Linked DNA regions of Hordeum vulgare: region 2 is linked to region 1. A link is a contact called in public Hi-C data. All regions are on one chromosome and are shown on one strand. Each heading gives the region's core, a stretch centred on a gene start, on an enhancer-like site or on the middle of the called end of the contact. The rest is flanking DNA. Distances are from core to core; before and after follow the strand shown.

The links. A called contact is a pair of places that touch in the nucleus more often than the background predicts.
Region 2: a contact with region 1 is called in a Hi-C map of leaf, with 2.6 times the contacts expected there. The contact joins the enhancer-like site here to the promoter of LOC123445807 in region 1. A contact is called at or near these places in 2 of 6 Hi-C or Micro-C datasets (leaf and seedling).

What each region holds. Positions count from the first base shown.
Region 1 is chr1H:466,702,867-466,708,709 of MorexV3_pseudomolecules_assembly, forward strand. LOC123445807 (probable anion transporter 2, chloroplastic) reads right to left here and starts at 3,181. Exons shown (of 7, transcript XM_045122810.1): 1 at 2,382-3,181; 2 at 1,338-1,564; 3 at 575-923; 4 at 447-491; 5 at 74-358. The coding sequence starts at 2,858.
Region 2 is chr1H:467,032,503-467,038,345 of MorexV3_pseudomolecules_assembly, forward strand. No RefSeq gene overlaps it. Among protein-coding and RNA genes, the nearest start is that of LOC123445839, 11 kb to the left of the region's middle. Within about 2 kb of position 2,604, at least 3 of the 3 cell types and tissues checked have open chromatin away from gene starts, as enhancers often do. A contact at or near this core is called in leaf and seedling, where this site is marked.

The DNA of each region.
Region 1 (5,843 bases), core at 1,931-4,430:
TGATCCGGAAGAAGAACAGGCACTGAGTAGAGATGATATGATCAGGATATGATATGACATGAACAGTAGTTACCTGTACATTACAGAAGTACCCAGCTTGACTGCAGGAACTCAAACCCAAGGCGGCCGTCATGATAACTGCCGCAATCGATGGTGTTTGGGCAAATCTTAAACATAGCAACGACACACCTGGCCCAATAAAACCAATTGACTGCATAATTTTCCGGACTCGCACAATAGATAAGCCAGATTTGATCATGAAATCTGCAGAAGCTCCTGCAACATATCCTGATAGAGCCATGACGCCCCAAGGTATGGCGCTGAACCATGCAGCTTGTTTCAAATTGACATTATATACCTGTTGGGATAATAGTCAGGAACAACAGCTTATAGCAGAGTAGCGAGGCAGACCTATTAGAATGATTTTACAAGACTAGATGACATACCGTTTTGAAGTACACCGGCATCCATGATAGTAGGACAAAATACCCCTGCATGGTATTTTGAATTTCCAGATGTTAATATCTAGATACAGTATCTCAAAACTTCAGTTCTGCTGGTCGGTCATTCTTACCCAGTTATTTATCACATTAGCTACAATGATGGCCCACATTTCCATCTTTGAGAAAACTTCTCTTAAAGATGGGGATTTGCTGCCTTTGACTTTTGATTTACTTCGTCCAGCTAGAATTAGTTGCAGCTCAGATTTGCTTATAGTACGGCTGTCGATAGGGTCACTTTCTACATTCAACAGCCATACAGAGAGCCACAAGTAACCAAGTGATGCGAAGAAGGCAAATGTTCCGGCGAGGCCTATATGTGACATGATGATCGGTGTTGCCAGGAAGCTTACGACGTTTCCAAGATGGAATCCTCCCATGGAAAGGCCAACAGCAGTGGCACGTTCATGTGTTGGGAACCACCTGTTTCATGTTCAAAAATGAAATTAAGAGCCTGAACTGAAGTTAAGTTTGATTGCATCAATATATGTAGTGAATGTTTCATTTTCTGTAAGTAATTGGTTACTGATATGATCATTGGCCAACATACCCAAAAGTATAACTATGAGACAAAGCATACTTGAATGCAGAGCTAAACTAATTCTTCTAACACCATATGTTTTACTCCCTCCGATCTAAATTAATTGCTGCTGCTTTAGTACACTATTGTGATTGATCTCAAAGAAGTAGATTATATCGGCTTATGTTGCTCCAAGCGTTGGTGAAGGTTACTGCTTTTGTCTGCTCTGCTTTAGGCATCTGAGATTACTGTTGCTTGGAGCAGAGTACTTAAATGTCCATGCTGAGTAAATTCAATGGGTGATATGAGCTACTTACTTTGGTAAGAAAGTGCTCATCGTCGGAAATGCAACACCTTCTGCAACGCCAAAAAGCACACGAACAGCAAGCAACATAGTGGCGGATTGAGAGGCGGCCCATGGAGTGAGGAAAGTGGCCAAGGACCAGAGTGCAGCAGCACCTGCCATCACCTTCTTCCCCCCGTATCGGTCCGCCAAAGCTCCTCCAACCATGGATGAGAAAACATACCCCCATAGAAATGATGACTGCAGCAGTGGTGGGAAAGTTTAATCTCGAGTCAATCAATCGGAACATCAACAATCATGCACTAATGGATATCAATAATTTTCTGTGTTTTTCTCGTCTAGTTACTCATGCTTAATGGTTGTTAAAAATGCTGAAGTATTCGAATCTCCAACCACAATATGCATGCTGCATTAGTTCATATATCATATCATCATACACTTGCTGAATGACGTCTAGTAATGGTTGTGCAATGGTGTTTAAGCCTTAAGGAGTAGCAACTGATGCAATCAATCTTTCTGGTCCCAGTAACCAGGTATTGAGGTAAACAACAGTCAGTGGTGTTGTAATGATCTGATACAGTTCATGTAGCATATCATCCATCAGATTGGATGTTTCAAGTGTCCAATTGTCAAATTTAAACATTGTACTTATAAATCAGGAAACAATAGCAGCTCAAGTTGCTGACTTATCCCCATGTACTGCTTGCTAATTTTTTGGCTTCTGTCGCAAAATCGACCCTTGAAATATCCTATATGAAGGCCCCTGCAAGAACCATATTGTATAGACATGTGTAGCACGAGCTCGTGGTGTTAACTTGGTTCCATCAGGCAGCCTGGCTTAAAAGAATGTAATGCTTCGGTCGTTCCCATGGCTCAATCTGAAGTTGATACATCATGCATAGTGGACTTTTGGTATAAGAAATGTATACTCAACTAATGGTTGGAACCTTTTTGTCATTACCGAGTTCTTGCTTAAGGTCAGAGCAAAATGACCCTCACTTTACTTTCTGCTGATGTTGAGGCGTAAATTAACATGGCAAGGAGTGGGCGGGCGTACCTGGACGATGCCGACGAAGGAGCTGGACCAGCCGTGCTGCGCGGCGAGCGGCACGACGGCGACGGACATGACGACCCGGTCGGCGTTGCAGAGCAGCATGACGGCCGCCACGAGCGCCACAACCTTGGCCCGCTCGGGCAGCGCCGGCACGCTGGCCACGGCGGCGGCCGCGCCGCCATGGCGGACCCCCTCCAGGCTGGCGCTGCACGTGGCGACGACCTCCCGCCCGCCCCGCCTCCTCGCCCTCCCGCCATCCCCAACCAAACCGACAACGGCGTCGCCCCTGCCGCTGCTACTGGCAGTGGCACAGCCGACGCCTCTGCCGCAGCCATCCGCGGCCGAGCCCAACGAAGAAGAAGAAGAAGCGGATATCCGCAGCCTTGTCGGCTCCAGGCTGACGGCCCCGACCCTGGCGGATCTGTACCTGGCCGGGCCAGCGGCCGGCTTGACGGACACGCAGGATCTCACCGACGCCATGATCCGCGCGAGGAGGTGACTGGAGCTGACCGGGCGTGCTCAGAGAGGCGGAGCAGAGACCGGAAGATGCTTGGTGTATGCCATGGTAATTAAGGAGTACGAGGCAGACAAGTGGTAGTACGATTGACCAACTGGGTTGGTTGGTGGTATAAATTTGGGACCTCGGGGAGGACGAAAGGTGGTAGGTTGCGGATCCCAGAAGATGTGGGAGCGGGCGGGGTTGTTAGCTAGCGCTGATCGGCTAGGGGGGGAATGGTCAAGGCAATTGCTGCTGGGTGGCGCCGTCGCGCGGCCGGTGCGGTGGGCACCTACCGTGTGCCGCGCCGAGTCGCCACCTACCCGGCTGGCGCCCGAGCCAAAGCGGCGACGCGAGGAGGAGGAGGAGGAGTCAGGGAGCTCGATGGCGACCGCTCCATGAGAAATTGAGAATGGAAAACAAGACTGCTAACCAAGACTGGACTGGGCCAAATTCACCGTTTTGACTCTCTTTTTTATAGTTTAGCCCGATCCAAATCCGTTTATGAAAAAAAAATCGGATCTAATTCTTTTCTATCGTTGTGCCGATAGACATACACTCTATAGGGTCACTTTGTGTGGCGATATAGTTTCGGTTAACGCAGACGGCATCGTTTGATCCTGCTGACGTGGATAAATAGGTACCATTATAGAAAGTGACGGTAGGGTGTAGTTTTCTATCGTCACAACATGTGACAGTAGGGCGTTTACACACTTAATTTTTCTATGATGGAATTGACTATCTGAACACCCTACCGCTACCTGTTGCGATGGTAGGCATATACATCCTACTATCATTTCTTATGACAGTAGTCACTTATTCACATCAACGGAGTTAAAAGACGTCGTATGTGTTGATCCGAACCCTACCGCCACATGAAACGGTAATAGGGGGTGTATGTCTTTCGTCATAGCGGATGACGGTAGGAAAAAATTAGATAAAAAAATTATAAACAAAATTAGATCTTGCTAAACTATGTCAAAAGAATTAAAACAGTAAAATCGTCCACTAGACTGTTGGTCCTAGATGTTGACATTTCAGATTCAGGGCAGCGGTGCGCCTGGTTTTAGAAACAGGCTCGGTTTTGCTTTGGGCACCAAACGCAACTTTCAAACGCATGCTATTTTTTTTAGGAAAGGAGGCCCATCTCCGCCTTCTGCATCAGAAAGATGCAAGATCATCTTTATTTAAAGTGCTGAAAAAATCTACAGTTCAGTACAAGTTTATGAAGAGCTGAAAATTCAAAAGATAAATAGCGACAACCGACGTACAATAAGACTAGAAACCTATCCGGTTATTCTATTATTAGACCGTCATCAAAACCGATTGAAAATATCCTGAGCTATCATCTTTCATTGGATAGATCCAATAGCCAAAGAATCTCTGTTCTCCGCAGTAGTGAGTAGCGAACAAGTACGGATCAAAGACGTTGCCCTATGCAAAACCAGCAAAAAATTGATTTGATATTTCCCGTTAAAGATCATGTCATTCTTACAGTTCCATATAGCCCACAGTAACGCACAAACTCTTATGTGAATCTATCTCTCCGTACAGATATCTACTCCGCCTAGCCACGTCCCAAACAACGACTGAATGCTAGTTGAAGGCGTGATATTAAAGGCTATATGGATCGAACTCCATAATAATTTTGCCAGCGGGCGATCGAAAAAGAGGTGTTTGATCGTCTCAGACTTATCACAGAAGCTACATCTTTTGTTACCAGCCCAATTAAGCTTAGCCAAATTATCCTTAGTAAGAATCACTTTCTTGTGAACGAACCACATGGAAATTTTGATTCTTAAAGGCACTTTAATCTTTTAATTATGAATCAATTTTGGGATTGATCCAGAATCAATGAGGTCTAAGTACATCGTTTTCACCAAAAAGATGTCATTTTTTGATAGCTTCCAATGAAGTCTACCGGCCTCGTCTAATAAGGTGACCTCCATTAGCCTCTTGACTAGATCAATCCAAGCAATCCAACGACCTCCCCTCAAACTCCTTCAGAACTGAATATTAAGAGGAACAAATTGTAAAATAGTAGCAACATAAGCCTCCTTATGCTGCACAATATTATATAGAGAAGGATATTGCATGGCTAATGGCGTCTCCCCCAACCACGTGTCCTCCCAAAACCTTGTAGTCTCCCATTCCCGACGATAAACTTAGACCTATGAAAGAACGCCGCCTTCGTTATCATTAGACCTTTCCAAAAGGGTGAATCGTTGGGCTTCAGAGTGACTTGAGCCAAGGTTTTAGCATGTAAATATTTATTTCTCAGTATTTGTACCCACATGCTTTCAGACTCTACCGACAGTCTGTATAACCATTTGCTAAGCAAACATTTGTTCTTGACCTTCAAATTCTCGATCCCAAGACCCCCTTGCTCTTTGGGTCTACAAACAATGTCCCACCGAGAAAGTCTGTATTTTCTTTTGACCTCGTCACTTTGCCAAAAGAAACGGGATCAATAGAAGTCCAGCCTTTTCCGTACCCCAACTGGTATCTCAAAAAAGGAAAGAAGGAACATTGGCATGCTCATGAGAACTGAATTAATCAGGAACAACCTTCCCCCGTCAGACAATAACTTGCCTTTCCAGCAACTTAGCTTTTTCTTGAATCTTTCTTCAATACACTTTCATTTCTTGTTTGATAACTTCCGATGATGTATTGGTATGCCTAGATAACTGAACGACAAGCTACCTAAAGCACATCCAAACAGTTGTTTGTACGTATCCTCTCTTCTTTTGCTTTCCCAAAGCAGAACAGTTCACTTTTGTGAAAATTAATCTTTAACCCAGACAGCTGTTCAAACAAACAAAGGACCAATTTCATATTTTGGGCCTTTGCAACATCATGTTCCATGAACAAAATAGTGTCATCAGCGTACTGTAAAATGGACACACCGTCATCAACTAGATGTGGAACAAGTCCTCCTACCAAACCTTCCTGTTTTGCTCTCCCAATCA
Region 2 (5,843 bases), core at 1,354-3,853, 330 kb after region 1:
CAATATTTCTTGTATGCATATAGACATCTTTTATGCACACATTTTTCAAATATGTATTGTTTTGTATACTTTTTGTATACACATTGTTAATATTTTGTATGCATTAGAGAGATTTTTATGTACACGTTTAACATTTTCAAAGCCCAGTATTTGTCTTTTGTTCAAACATGTTGTTTTCAGGTTTTTTATTTTTGCATAGACAATTGTATATTTTGTGTATACATCAGATTTTCTTATACATGTTTAACAATTTTTAAATACATACCTAACATTGTTTTTAATATATATATTTTGATGTCTATTATTTACATACACATTGTACATTTTTTGTACACATAAGGAGTAATTTTTATGCATGTTTAACATTTTATAAACACATGATTAACATTTTTTCATATATTATTTTGGATGTATATTTTGCGTACACATTTTTTTTTTAATACGTTAGAAACACGTCTCTATACAAGCTTACGATTTCTAAAGTGTGTGATTAACATTTTCTAAATTCTGTGTGTAAATTGACTTTTATAATAGAAATATTTAGAATATTTAGAAATATAAGGAAAAATATATATGGGAAGAGAATTTGTGGCTCTCGGATGCCACACGCTCCCATATGAATATAGCATTAAAACATATATTATGATTTTTTTAACAATTCTAAAATTTTAGGATTTGAAACATGGATGCCCGTTGTACACCCGTATTTGGTTCGTGGGGAAAGGATGCCCGTGATAATGTCAGTAAAAAGGACAAAATAATATATGTATAGAAAAAAAGTCAGATGTATCATATGTCGGATCGTAAAATCCAGCACAACGGATACCATGGGCGCTCATTCCCCGTAAAAATGAACACGGGTGTACAACAGACACTTAGGTTTGTTGTTTCAGATTTTTTTAATGATTTTTACAATATTACTTTCATATAGTGGTGCGTGATACCCGGGGTGCTCTAATGCATTTCCCATATATGGGCTTACAATCCTTGCAACAACTGTGGGCTGCTAGCTGGTAAGCATACTACGGGCTTCCGTCATGATCCTTCAATCATTCCTGTATTTTTTTTTGCGTAAATTTAATCATTCCCCGAAACTACGATTTTTGAATAAAGTAAACCATGTTTTACCTCTCAAAGAAAAAAAAAAGGCTAAGCAACGTGCTTTGTCGTGAAATCTACCTTCAACCCGGAAGAAACTCATAAAATACTACTCCCTCCGTTTCTAAATATAAGTCTTTTAAGATATTTTACTAGGGGTCTACATACGAAGTAAAATGAATGAATCTACATTCTATAGTATGTCTATATACATCTGTATGTAGTCTTTTAGTAAAAGCTTTAGAAAAAGGTATATTTAGAATAGCACGCCGCATATAGTACTCCCACATGAGCAATTTTACCATCACACGGCGGCAGATGCTCTGCACCACGCTCGCAACGACCAACCGCATCAACCGTCTTCGTCGCCGATGCCAACAACCCAGCGCGAGATTCCCCCTACTTTGTTCCTTCTCCCGAGAACGGGAAACTTGGCCACATTTTGTTTTCCCTCCTCCTCGCAAAGCCACTTTTCTCCGAATAAAAAAGGAGGGGAATCTCCCTCCCCTTGCTGACGGGTCTCTTGTCCTACTTTCTTTCTCCGTGGCAATGGCAATGGAGCTTGCATGCTTCCAAAATCGCGCGTTCGGTTTCCATGTGAGGTCATGTGTTGTGATGGAGGCATCCCTTCGTTTCCCCAAAGAGCAAGCCCGTTTGCCGCTGGATCCTTGCCAAAAGGAGGCGCGGGAAAAGGTTTTCTGCGCTCCGAGTCAAGCATGCGCCTGAAAGAACCTAACACTTTGTCCCGGTCAACAATGAACTTATAATAAATGGACCCAATAATTGTAGACAGCTCGGAATTGACAACGTTTTATTGGCGCAGAGCCATTGCTGACAACTGACGGAACTGGGGTCTAGCGCAAATATAATACTCCCACTGATAGTCTATTTTTGCAGTTCTTTTTAGGTTATCAATAAAATGACTGCATGCATCACTCGATGATGCAGAGGCTGGGGCAACGCCTCATTTTCTAAAAAAAAGTCTATTTTGCAGTAGTAATACAAATACGTACAAGGATGGGCCATGGTCAAAAGAGTTTTCCATTGGGCGAGGGAGGCATTGCTCGATGCTCACGCAGAAATCTTTGCGTGGAGTAGGATAAAAGTACGGAGCGCAGGTCGCGAGGTGCCATGCCGTCATGGGCGTACGATTGGGCGGACGGGTGATTGTTTAAGCCGTGTCTTTGGGAAATGTAGTACTGTATGCAGATCCTAAATGGGCCGTTGATGAGTACGGTGTTTACGTGTCTCCCCGTGGTTAGCCGCTGCTGCTTAGGTCTATTGTCACGACTTGTTAATCAACTAATGATTGGTGCCACGGGCTGTTAGCTGTAAGCAGGGCTCGCCATTGGCCGGAAACACAAGTACGAGCAGCAGATCGTAAAGCCGTACTGCTCCAGTTAAACTAGACCCCACCCCAAGGACCCATCATTTGAGTCCCGGATCTTCTACGCCGCCGCATATAGGAGTGACGTGCAGCCCAGGTGCATCGCCAGCCGCAGCAAATCCGGAGCAGCTTTGTACAACGAGTACAACCGATCTGAAAGGTACACCAGTTCGTCCTCCTCCGGCTCCAAATCGCCCGCTTTACTTTAATTATGAGGGTTCCGGCGAGCGTGACCCTCCTCAATCGCCACCCGACACCGCACAGCGCTAGGGACGAGACAACCAGGATTCCTGCAACCCCACACGTCCGTGCGTCTGAATTATGAAATCGCCGCATGACGGGACGCCCGGCCCGGGTGAGGCTGGTCACAATGGAGAGTAACATAAGGCAGGAAACTACACGCTTTCCTAAACTATGTTCCTACCTTCACAATGGAGAGTAACATGTATGTAGTGTCATGCAACAATGCATTTATTAGGCTATAGACTCATTGTTTCTTGGAGTGTGTAATGTTCCGGTAACTTAGCTAGTTACCACAAGCACCTCTCTCTTCACTAAATACGTGCCACATAAGCAAAGTTGTATTGGAGTGTGTGATGTTACTGCTAAGTTCCTCCCCATTGTGACCAGCCTGAGCTCCTCCCGGTGAACCGTCGCGTCACCGCTCCTCCCCACCCGGTAACATCAGGTCAAGACTTCCCCGCGACGCTTTCACGGAAAATGGTGAAAACCGCACTAGTTCCGAAGTCATCTTCGAATTTGGAAATGATGATAATATGACGAGATAAAAACATGGCTGAAGTCTTCAAAACGACGTAAGAAAATACTCCTACACTTTTACCAAACCGTAGTGTAGCCACCTGTGAGCATGGCAAGCCGAACTACACCTGGATTGTTAAGATCCTAGTAGATAATCACTCTCAATCACACATTCATACAAGGTTCGGCCCGAATCAGAGTTTGGAGAGAAAGAGAGGGAAGGGGATTCGAGAGAGAAGAGCCGCCGCCGCTACAGTCTACTTTCTTCACACCCCACGCAGGAGGGATCGACACTTACTTAACCTAACGAGCGGTGTCCCAGACTTGGGCCGCGAAGCGGCTATTGGGCTTCACTTGTCGACGAGGCCGTTCTGGCCCAGCAGTGGCGACGACCGTTGGAGCGGGGCCACCGACAGTAGGCGGGCCTAGGGAGGCAGGGGTCGTAACACTCCCTCCCCCTTGAGACACAGCTTGACCCCAAGCTGGCGCCCAAGGAAAGTGACGGCGAAGTTCGTCAGTGCCTTCCCAGGTGGCGAAGTCTGGTGGCGGCTCGACCCAGCGCACCAGGATCTGCGGAAACATCTCGGTTGCCTCGTCGTATCACGCGATGCTCTAGGATTTCCTCCGGCTGCGCGCTTGCTGATGTTGTCGTTGGAAGCTGCTGCCGGGCTTGTTTTGTTGGGGGAAGAGCCTGCTACAACTGGTACACATGGAAGACCGGGTGAATAGTGCTTGAAGCAGGCAGCTGGAGTTTGTAAGCCACGACGCCAATGCATTGGATAATCTTGTAGGGGCCGAAGTAACGGAAAGCCAGCTTCTGGTTGAGCGTTGTGGCGACGGAGCGTTGCACATATGGTTGAAGCTTGAGAAATACCCAGTCATTGACAGCGAAAACCCGATCCGATCGACGCTTGTCTGCCGAATCCTTCATGGTCTCACGAGCTCGAAGAAGATGCTGGCGAATTAGGGTTGTCATTTGCTCGCGGTCCCGTAGCTAGTCTGCCAAATCTGGGGATGCGCAGGCGACATGATCGATGATGTCGAAGTGTCGTGGCGCATGCCCATAGAGAACTTCAAAGGGAGTAGTGCCCAATGCAGAGTGCGGGATGTATTGTACAAAAACTCAGCCAGTGGTAACCAAGCATAACATTTGGTGGGGCAGGCATGGACAAAGCATCGAAGAAATGTCTCCAGGCATTGGTTGACCCGCTCTGTTTGTCCGTCTGTTTGAGAGTGGCGCGCCGTGCTCATCCGCAACTTGGTGTGGGTCAGTCAGAATAGCTCCTTCCATAAGAGGCTCGTGAATATTGGGTCACGATCCGAGACAATAGACTCCGGCAGTCCATGTAGTTTGTATTTGTGTGCGACAAAGGCATGTGCAACTTGGAAAGCGGTGAAGGGATGGGACAAGGCAATAAAATGGGCACACCGAGAGAACTTGTCGACGACCACCAATATAGAGTTTCAACCAGAGGAGCAAGGAAGGCCCTCAACGAAGTCCATTGTGATCATTTGCTAGGCTTGTGTTGGTACAGACAGAGGTTCTAGGAGGTCGAATACTTCTTGATCCAGTGGATCCACGGGGACGATGAAATCTTCATCTCCCAAGCTATCTTCCTCCTCGACTGGAGGGATGTATTTGTTGTCTTTGGAATCGTCCAGATCCTCGGGCTTATCTAGATCCATGTAGCCAAGTGAGTCGGGGTTGTATTCGAGGTGTGCAGGTTCTAGGGATTCTACGTGATTTTTTGTATCCCCGAGGGTGGGATTATCTCCGGTTTTCGCATTACTCTCCTTGCCCTTACGAGCTTTAGGATTTCTGCGCTCGCGACGGTGCTTGACAGATTCATCGCCATTGTTTTGGACCAGGGCATCATTATCACTTTTCCCTGTAGCGCCATCGTCCCTGGGGGTGTGTATCATGTAGACGTCGTACATGGAGGCGGCGATCCATCGTCCCATTGCGGGAGGACTAGGTGATCTAATAGTGTTTCAATATCTTCGGCTTCCTCTGAGGAGAAGTCTAACAAATCGCTTAGATCTTTGATAGTGGCAATGAAGTGGGTGGTGGGTGCGGAATAAGGTTCCCCGCATCTAGTCTCGGAGCCGGAAGGATCCTGGATCGGGACCAAACCATTCGAACTATCCGTGGCTTGGGTTCGGGTCATCGACTCGTTTGACAACGAGAGCTTTACTGGACTAGTCCTCACGGGTCTCGCGGAGTTGAGCTCCGGTGCTTCAGCATAAAAAGTGTGTTCGCTCAAGGTTACCCTCAGGCCTTCGAACACCATGGTCAGATCCTGGCTCAAGGCCACGTCAGGAGTAGATTCTGTCTCAGACTCGAGTTCGGGGAGAGGCCGCGAAGTTAAGGCGTCCCGAAGTTAAGGCTTCAGAGTTTTCAAGCTCTTCGGCCAAAGCTTAGACCTCGGAGAGGATCAAATCGCCTTGGGCGTCGGTGACGTACTCCAAATCGCTAAATTTGAATCCCTGTCCCGGGGTGAACCCGTTGATCTGGTGATGAACCACCTTGATGCGCGGGGTGGTACTGTCGAAAGCACGGGATTGGTCGGAGATGAAGATGTCCTCGGCTTTGATGTTT